2 separate regions of the Mus musculus genome follow, and region 1 is linked to region 2. A link is a contact called in public Micro-C data. All regions are on one chromosome and are shown on one strand. The core of a region is the stretch at or near the end of the contact, and the rest is flanking DNA. Distances in the headings are between cores, read along the strand shown.

Region 1 (4,886 bases), core at 327-2,826, 91 kb before region 2:
CACAACGTCTCTGAAACCCTCCCAGTTCTTAACAATTCTGGCTCTCTTGATATCACCCCCAAAATCAAGTGAACACAGCTCTGCTCTTCAGTTCTCAGTCCCACCTCATCAGCCCTCTTCCACGCTACAGTGGGCTGACCTCTGCTGAGACCCCGACCGCTGGGCAATGCAGGGCCTTCTCCTTCTGCCCAGCTTTTCCACTCTGCATGTTTCACTTCCTCTCCTTGTATGACAGTGCTCTGCTGTAGGACCTCTGATAGCCAACAGAATCCTGGGCAAAAAGTACAAAGCTTAAAAACATCACCCAGCTTCAAAGTACACTGCAAAGGTGGAGCCAGGAGGATAATAGAGAGTTTAAGGCCAGCCTAGGCTATATGAGACACAGTCTCAAAAACAACTGTAAAAGTGCCCCAAAAGAAAGTTCTACAAGTGCATGTTTGTTACAATGCTACAGTAACCTAAAGAATATGGTACTGACAGAAAAACAGACACCTAGACTGGTTACAGAATAAACAGAGAAAAGAAAAAAAAAATCAACATATTTCCAATCAACCAGTATTTGATAAAAGCCCTGAGGATATGGATATGGATATCCATGTACGCACACACTCACTCACATACACACACACTTTTATAACCTATTCAAAGGCAAAACATTTATGACCAGAAATTACAAGACTACTTACAAGAAACCATAGGGGAAGTATTCATGAACTTGCTCTGTCAGTTGTAAGGGTTAGAACCTTGTATTAGAATCACCAGCCACATCCTGCTGTCAACTCATTCCAGCTATTCCAGCCCAGATGTTCACTCTAGGTTTTAGGAAGCATGGAACTAGAGAGATGGCTCAGTGGTTAAGAGCACTGACTGCCCTTCCTGAAGTCCTGAGTTCAATTCCCAGAAGCCAAATGGTGGCTCACAACCATCTGTAATGGGATCCAATGCTCTCTTCTGATGTTTCTGAAGACAGCAATAGTATACTCGAATACATAAAATAAGTAACTCTTAAGAAAACAGCAGCAGCAGCAGCATGCTAGAGTTCATATACACTGTCTGCCTACAGTTCACCCTGCTAGGACACTGGCAAGAATGGTGGGCATACACACTCACATTTTCCAGAAAGTTCAACTAGCCAGGAAGACTCAAGATTATCAAGTCGACATATCATTCCCTTTCAGACAGCCCGCACCTATAGTGAGATGGCTCACAACTACCCCACCATACACCCCACCTTTCCCACAAGAAAACCTAAGAACAACTTAGATGTGGCATTAAGGGCTTGAAAAGGTCAAAGCCAGGGTCACTTCTTCCACCAGCATCTAATATCTGTCTTACAGAATGGAGTCCTTAACTTGTGATTGAACAACTGTAAGTCTCTCTAACATACACATACATACACACAGACAGTGCTGGTAATAACATCTCATAGAGAATGCCCTTTCCCAAACACGTGGTCATGGACACAAACCAGACATCACTGCCTGAGCATGGCAAAGATGGTCAGCATCAGATCTGTGCCGTGAATGCCAGTGGTCTGTCTCCATGCCCAGGACGGTCTCTTTGTGAGGCAATGCGGCCCAGTGTTGGGCTCACTCAGGCAGCTGTAAGCAGGCTGCCGCTTCCTATGGGTGTTTGTTTTGACTTATGCTCAGGACAATGGCTGGTCTTTTTGTTCATCCCCTAGCAGGAAGTGGTGGTGGGGAGAGGACCAGCCCTTGTCACACACTTTCCAATTCAGATTTTAGTCGCCACAAAAAAAAAAAAATGGGGCCTTAAATGCTACAGATAAAGAAATGCCAGTGCAGGATAGGGAAGCAAGCCAAGAATGCAGGGTAAGAAGGCACATTCAGATCTGGGCAGGCCTCAGGGAGGTATCACCTTGCCAAAAGCACTCCACTCTTGTGGCTCCCAAAGGTCTGAAGGCTGAGTAAAGAGACTGCAAGGCTTCTCCTCTTAGATAGCACAGGGACAGAGGAGTAACCAAGATCCCAGGAGGTGACAAGGCCGCTCCCCTTCTTAATCAACCTTTCCTACTATTTCACCCAATTAAATTGAGCAAATGCTCAGAACACAAGCTTTAATGTTGAAGCCTAGTGTTTGAACACACTAAGTCCAGGAAGGAGTGGGGGGCGGGCGGGGGGGGGGGGCTAATCTGAACTGTCAAATAAACAAGTCATTTCCTTTAAAATAAAAGCCTGGACTGGATGGCTGCAAGTGAATGAATTGTATTACCCAACGGCTGGTGTAATGCAAGCCTTCTCCTCCCCCTTCTGGGCCTCATTCATAAAAAGACCAAGCAGCTGCAGGGACTGGGACTGGGTTTGTGGCCGCCGTATTTTCTAAGACAGATCGAAAACAAGCGAAACAAAGAGAAGTGCTCAGACACCAGCTCGGCCTCTGCGTCCTGTGCGAAGCTTGCAGGGGCCTCTGGGGCAGCTGGTCTCTTACTCAAGCCAAGCCCAGGCTACTCGGGCATTTCTCAGAGCTGCTTGCCTGTCTGGGCGGTTCTAACACTAACACGAACACCAACACCTACTGTGTTATTAAAGGAACTCCTATCTGCTGATACACTTTTCCTTCCCTGACATTTTATTAAAAAATTCTTAGAAAGACAGGGGCTGTCAGCTTATTACAGGTTGCCAAACTGCATTGAAGGAGACAATATATTTCCCAAAAGATACATTTTTAAAATATTGGCTGTTTTTATGTTGATATCACTACATCTAAACCTTCTACAGGCTGTTAAAAATCTGAGAAGCTAAGGAGTAATCTCAATTCTTAATTTTTTTTCCCCCTAATGGCAATCACCATGTTCCCTCTGGACTACAGATCCACCCCCAAAGCCCACGCTTATTTATATGGCAAACCCTCACAGCCTGGCTTTTGCTTCCTCCACAACCAGGGGAGGCTGTTGTTTTTTGTATGTATGTATGCATGTATGTATATATGTATGTATGTATTGACTAGGAAGTACCAAGCCCTAAGGATGGTCAGGAATTCCCATGGTTAATCAGTCTATCAATTAATTAAACCTAGTATTCTGTCCTACCTTGAAACAGGCCTAAATACAAATACCCATTTTCTGGATTCGTGTTAATGGAAGGAGACACGAGAGGGGGGGGAGGAGAGAGAGAGAGAGGGAAGAGAGGAGAGAGAGGAGAGAGAGGGAGAGAGAGGGAGAGAGAGGGGGGAGGGGGGGGGGAGAGAGAGAGAGAATGAGAATGAATGAATATGAATGAGTGTAGGAAAGCATGCTACATTTCCAGAACAGTCTACCTCTAACACCGCCAACCCACTCTGCCCCACAGTGCTGGGATCAAGTGGGCATGTTTCTCAAAGCATGGAGATTAACTCCTCAGCCCCATGTTTCTATCCTGACTGAAGGCCTAAGCAACAAGAAAGTAACCAGGAGATATCAAATAGATCTTGTAGAATACATGTCTGTGATTAAATTGCAATAATTCTATAACTTCTTCAAAGGCAAAAATATCAAGATAACGAGCTGAGGAAAAATAAAATAAACAAGTCTTACAGGAATTATGCCAGGTTTTATAAGGAACTAGACCAGAGCCTGAAGCAGTTTGGAGTTTTGTTTTGAAACTTGTCTCTGACCTGCTGGCTGTCCTTTAAGAGTGCTCGTGGAGACCTGTTGACTCTGTGGCCATGAACATACTTTCTAGGTAAAGGAAACAAGTACCTATGATGTTGTCTACGAATTACTCTTTGGATTCAGGCTCAGCAGATTTTAAAGCACAAATAACCTGAACTCCTGGTTAAACATCCTGTGTTAACGAGCAACACATTCCTTAAACAGTGTGGAGTGTGGCCACAGTCACCTGAAGATATAAAAACTTCCCTCAGGAACAAAAAGTAGCATCCAGACTGGGACATGCAAAATCTACTTCCCCCTGGCCTATTCAGGGTCCATTCCACATGTTAGTACACTCTTCTCCTAACTCTTAGAACTACCACCCTGACCTAAGACTTATTTCTGCCCTACAGGTGGGCTGCAGCCTCCTCCCAGAAGCCCCCTCCCAAGATCAACAGTTTTCTTTTCCAGGGAGCACACGGTATAACTCAGAACCTACTATCTCCTCTTCAGTGGCCAAGGCAAGTCCACCATATCAGGGCTCCACACAATTGGCTTTGCCTTCTCCATGACTCTCGGGACACAGGCCTTTTAACATCTCCCTTTCCTATGCCTCTTCTAAAGATCCTTTGTCTCTTCTCTGAAGTCTCTGCCTAAACAGACACTAGACACTCTCTAAACATCATCCATACATGAGCAGCTCGCCTCCTGCCACGTACCCCACTGTCCCTGGCACTGGGAAGAGTGCCTGGCGCAGACAGGTGCTCAATAAATATTTGTGGAATGAGCGAGCGAGCTCAGATCTTCTCACCTCAAGGCTCTTACCCACATCGGAGAGCAAAGGAATAGGAGAATAGCTGCTGCTGAGCCCACCAGGTTCCAACGGATAGGTCCAAACCCACTCACACCGACATTGACATTCTCAGTTAAATTAAGTGGGGAGAGAGAGAGAGAGAGGTAGGGGGGAGGGACGGGGGGGGACGGACCACAGGGGATAAGAGGGGAAGGAAATGAATGCGAAAGGAGGCAGGAAAAGGCTGATGAGGACGAGGAGCCCAGAGATGATGGGTAGAGAGTAGTCGGAATGCATTACATACTTGCACAACACTGTCAAGGAATAAAGTTAGTAACAGCTACATTTCCAAAGGCCTCTAAGAACCCAACCACAAGCCCCCATCCCTAAAAGCTGCTTCCATTTACTTCAGTTCCTAGCTCTCCTCTGTTTAGTCATTTGTTCTGGTGACTGTTTTCAGACACCTGGCTTTGTTCATCTCTGATTGCCCAGTGGCTGGGTTAG
Region 2 (4,868 bases), core at 2,261-4,760:
ACTCTACGGACTTGGAACACCAATCCCTAAGAGCTTCTATTAGGAGCAAGGCTGATGGGAAATATCTGACTGAGAAAACCTTCCAAAGCTGGATATCTGAACGTCTGCGTGAGCTTTCCATGTTCAGCATCTGCCCTGCGCAAGGCACCATGGGGTCCTGGAAAGTGACAAAGCGCTTAACTGGGGTTTGAATCCTAGAAAACCCTTTGGAATGTCTTCTGTTGGCTCGTGCCCTCAAAAGGACAAACACCACCTCTAAGCCTCAACTGTAAAACCTGTAAAACAGGCTACTGCTACCACAGTGACGTCAGGCAAGTTCTGGGTCACTGTCCTCAGGGGTATGTATGCTGAAGGCTACATCACTGAGAAAGCATTAGTGACCCCTCCATTCTCTTACCCCAATCTAAATATTGCTAATCTGATGAAGAGAAAGGAAGCTGGCAAAACAGCAGGCTAATCTATCAACAACAACAACAACAACACACACACAAAGAATATCATGTTATCCATTTAACAAAAATGTTTTCAATTTCGATCAACTTTCCTTCAGACAGTCTTGGTTTATGGTCGGAAACAACAGATACAGAGCAGAATCAGAATCTTGTGTTGACTATGGGTCAATGGACTAAAGACACATTGGGGAACTAACTCCAGTTCTGAGAGTGAGACCCAACACAACAAAGCTTTTGCCTTGTGAAAGAAGCCCAGTGTGGCTTAGCCAGTGGCTCGCCCACAATAGTCACATCTCAAAAAAAAAAAAAAAAAAAAAAAAAAAAAAGAATCCACTGGTACCAGTAACTAAGTGAACAAAAACCACTTCTAGATGCCATCATTTTGTTAGTCAAAATGGCAGGGGATCACTGTCAATGAACTTTGCACAGGAGAGTAAACAAACAACCCTTTCTCCAGTAACTGCTGAGCTGATGGGGAAAATATCCTGCCGTGCAATGGGCAGGACTCTGGGACCATAGAGAAAGAGGCTCACAGCTCTCTCACGCTAAAGGGGCCTGGAAGATGGCTCAGGAGGGGATCCCTGAAGATGGTCCTGCCATACTTTCTGTTTCTAGGACCCCAAATGAGGTCTAACAGAGTGTAAGGGGAAGGCTTCCCGGGCAGTCCTGGAGCCAGTGTGAAGCTGAGTGGGTCGTGGTGGCAGCTTGAGGGAACCAACCCCAGGCAGGGGTGCAGTAGCTGGAGTAGAGGAAAAGTAAGGATTTAGGCAGAACAGAGGCTAGAAAACAGACAGAGACATGGCACTCAAAGGGCCCCCCCGCTTTGTTCTGCATGGGAGACAGGCATTCAAAGGCCCCAGCACTCAGTAGAGCTCAGTAGAACAGCGCTCAGTAGAGCTCAGTTACACCTAGCAAGGAGGCTTGCTAAATCACAAAGTGGTCCTAAAATCTGCATCTGAGAAATTCCACATGCTGATTTTGATGTTTCAGCTACCATTCTCTGAGACACAAGGAGACCCAGGAAAGACGTGATCCCACCTTGTTACTACCCCACCCCACCCCACCCCCCCTCCCCTCCCCTCCCCTCCCCTTCCCTGCCCTCCCCTCCTCTCTCTGCACCCACCAAGATCTGCAGTGTGACCCATGGAAAAACCTATGTGCATGTATATATTCCCTCCTTCCCTCTCTCCTTCCCTCCCTCCCTCCTTTCCCTCCCTCCCTCCCTCCCTCCCTCCCTCCCTCCTTTCCCTCCCCCCTCCATGTGTGTCCCATGCACTTGATTATGCAGGTACACATACCTGTGCCTGCACATAGAGGAAGCAGAGGATTGTCTTCTACTGTTTCCCACCTTATTGCCTTCAGAGAGGTTCTCAGTGAGCCCCAAACTTGCCATTTGGGCCAAGTTAGCTGGCCATGGAACTCCTGGACTCCACAACCTCCCCATTCTCCAATGTGAGGTTCCAGGTACATGCAGCCATACCTGTTTTTGTTGTTCTTATGTTTTGCTTTGACCCTACTGCTTGGGACTCTAACACAGGCAGGTCTCCATAATTGTATGGCAAGTGTTTTTTACCCACTGAGTCAGGAGCTGAGAAAAATAACCCATATCATATAGACAATGCAGAAAACACACAAAGACCAAGGGGGGCGAATCCACAGTCCTCCCACAGCAGCTGATTAGCCTGAGAGCACCATCCCAGAGCTCTGAGAAGAGGACCTCTCCCTGCTGTAAACTGTAACTAGCCAGGAAACCAGACAGGAGGGGGGAGAGTGTTATGGTAACAAGCACGAGTGATACTCCAGTTTGTCAGAGGAGAATTTCTGTGTCGAGTGTAAACAGACACAATTCATGTTAAGCCTTTTATCTTCATGTGTCAACGCAGACATGTTTACACTGTATATGTACATTTCTCTTTCACACAGACAAGACAGCCCGGCCACCTGACATAGTCAATAAGTGAGGGCAACGGCAGGAATGTAAGGGATTTCCATGACATGGGTGACTTTGAGAACAGAAATTAAAATAAAACAGTGTAATCTGAATGTGCAAATTGTTCTTTGCTGCCCGACAGAAGAGCTGTCTCACCATAGAAACAATCTAAAAATCTATGCCCACAAAAAAAAAAAAAAAAAAAAAATTGCAGCCCTGAACCCTGGGGACACTGAAACCAAGGCAAGGAATTTACAGAGACTGATGTGACGTTTTTTATCCTATCCTGCCAATTAAGAAGTGGGAAATTTACAGGGAATTAGTTCCAAGGCAAAAGAACACGCACGCGTGTCCCCTCCACGTAAGGCATCTGGAGACAAACAGATCTGTGCAGAACGAAGTGGGGCTCACTTCTGCACAAGGGCAGCTGTTTTTACAGATCGTCATAAAAACAACCTGGCCTGCTCAGAGATTTGACATGCCATTCTCGTCTTAACATACCCAGAAAGTCCAGGACTCAAGGTGCTTGTTCTTTAAAATAACACCCTTGGAAATGGTTCGAAACCTTTCTTATTATCTCCACTCCCTATGATTGGCATTTCATAAAAAAAACAGCATACAGGGCCCAGTCCCTGCCATGCCACACCTGGTGGGGGGGCCCAGAGAAGCAGTGTTCTGCCTCCCTATGAGGCATTCCCCAGGACTGAGCCTCAGCAGGGCATATGTCTTCATGTTCACCTTGTACTACGAACAGTGAACTATACTGCCAGAAGCTGGTGTTGGGACTGGGGGGGGGGGGTGTCGGGGTGTCTTTGAGGAGCAGCCAAGCCAGAACAAGCCCCCACTGAGTATGGGCCTGCAGAGAAACCCTGCAGAGATACACCCCTCCTTTCCTTTTCTTTCTCTGACTTGCGATTTTCTGCTCAGAAGCAGGCAGGCAAGCATTCTCCGTGAAGGTTGTCCCTCTGTCCTCCCATACCCACGCACGCTGGCTTTGGCTGTCAGACCGGTTACATCTTTCTGCTTACAGGCCACGTGCTCATGCTCACTCCTTCAGTGTCTTACTTCGCCCTACAAAGTTCCAGTATCCTTAAGTGACCTGAGCTTGTGTTGATGAACCAGTTACCGATATCTAGCTGATAGTCAGGGTGGAAACCACATTCACTCACATGTTCCTCCTACCCTAGGAAGTGGTTCTCCATGGTGTGTCAAGTTATAAGCCTTGGGCTAGGGGACCTAATTCAGTGGAACAGCCCTTGCCTGGCATGCACAGGACCCTGGGCTCCATCCCCATGTGTGGCTAATAATAATAATAAAAAAACATGTCTAAATATACATATAAAGTGTGTGTGTGTGTGTGTGTGTGTGTGTGTGTGTGTGTGTGTGTGCACGGTCATATACAAGCCTGTCTGAACCTCCTGAAGCATAGAGCTTCTGACTTGGTGACTGTTAGAGTGATCCTGAGTCCCCCACAGCCATACAGATGGACTGAAACCAGCCACTCTCACTCAAGGCCTCAAGTTTTTCTCATGGCTTAGATGCAGGTTTGGGACTAAATTTATTAATTCTTCCAATACAAATGTAAGCAATGCTTATTACAAGCTAAGTGCTACCCATATGCTGGGAACTCAGCAGTGACAACTTTAGACTTCGTGAAGTGGCCATCCTGGCAGAAATGAAAGCCCACCCACCCGTGACAAGGTTTTCTGTGCTTTCTGCAGTAACGACACAGAGGCACTGCCACGGGCTTGCTGCACACTCACACCGGGCTAAGGGCCCTCTATGTAGACAAATAAACTGCGAGATACGATAGAATACAAGTCTGAGATAACAGAGATAAAATCATTAAGCAGGTACTGAAATCTTAACCTAACCAAACCTCAGGAAGATAAGTCCCTGCAATTAGGCAGCTGATGTCAAGACTGTGGGGGACAGAGACAGACAACAGAAGCAAGTCAAAAGCAGGATGTGTGTGTGTGTGTGTGTGTGTGTGTGTGTGTGTGCGTGTGTGCGCGGGAGTTTGCCAGAAAGACACAGAGACAGAAACAGAGAAGAGGAAAAGAGAATGAGAACACAGGGAGAGGCAGGCCAGACCAGCAACAAGAGCACCCAGAAGACACTCAAGTTTAAGGGGGAAACTTGCATGGCAAGAGCCTCAACCTCTACAAGGCAATGGCAAGGAACCCACTGTAGGTGCTGAGGCACAAACCCTAGATAAATATGAAGTGTGAAACAGCAGTAACCAACCCAAAGTACATGGACCACACATCCATAGGTCTAGGAGAGTCCAGTGGGGTGGGAGGCAGGTTTGGCCACAGCCTTACCACAGTGCAAACACACAGGTGCAGAGACCCCAGGCAGAGACCCCACAAGAGTCCTGCACTGACTCACCAAGGAGATAAGTTCTAAACACGCGGCTGGCAAACTGGCAAACATACTGAAGTACCTAGGCGTCTGCACCCATCTCTCTGGATCAGGCAGAAGCC

The links. A called contact is a pair of places that touch in the nucleus more often than the background predicts.
Region 1: a Micro-C map of the G1E-ER4 cell line shows a contact between it and region 2. The contact joins two enhancer-like sites. A contact is called at or near these places in 3 of 484 Hi-C or Micro-C datasets (the G1E-ER4 cell line, cranial neural crest and embryonic fibroblasts) and 2 of 115 datasets of contacts at active chromatin or transcription factors (microglia and stem cell-derived neural progenitor cells).

What each region holds. Positions count from the first base shown.
Region 1 is chr7:68,082,986-68,087,871 of GRCm38.p6, reverse strand. The region is part of intron 2 of Igf1r (insulin-like growth factor I receptor); the gene reads right to left. Among named protein-coding and RNA genes, the nearest start is that of Gm51488, 52 kb to the left of the region's middle. Within about 2 kb of position 1,576, at least 160 of the 459 cell types and tissues checked have an H3K27ac peak or open chromatin away from gene starts, as enhancers often do. A contact at or near this core is called in the G1E-ER4 cell line, where this site is marked.
Region 2 is chr7:67,994,098-67,998,965 of GRCm38.p6, reverse strand. All of the region lies in intron 1 of Igf1r (insulin-like growth factor I receptor), which reads right to left. Among named protein-coding and RNA genes, the nearest start is that of Igf1r, 44 kb to the right of the region's middle. Within about 2 kb of position 3,510, at least 29 of the 459 cell types and tissues checked have an H3K27ac peak or open chromatin away from gene starts, as enhancers often do. A contact at or near this core is called in the G1E-ER4 cell line, where this site is marked.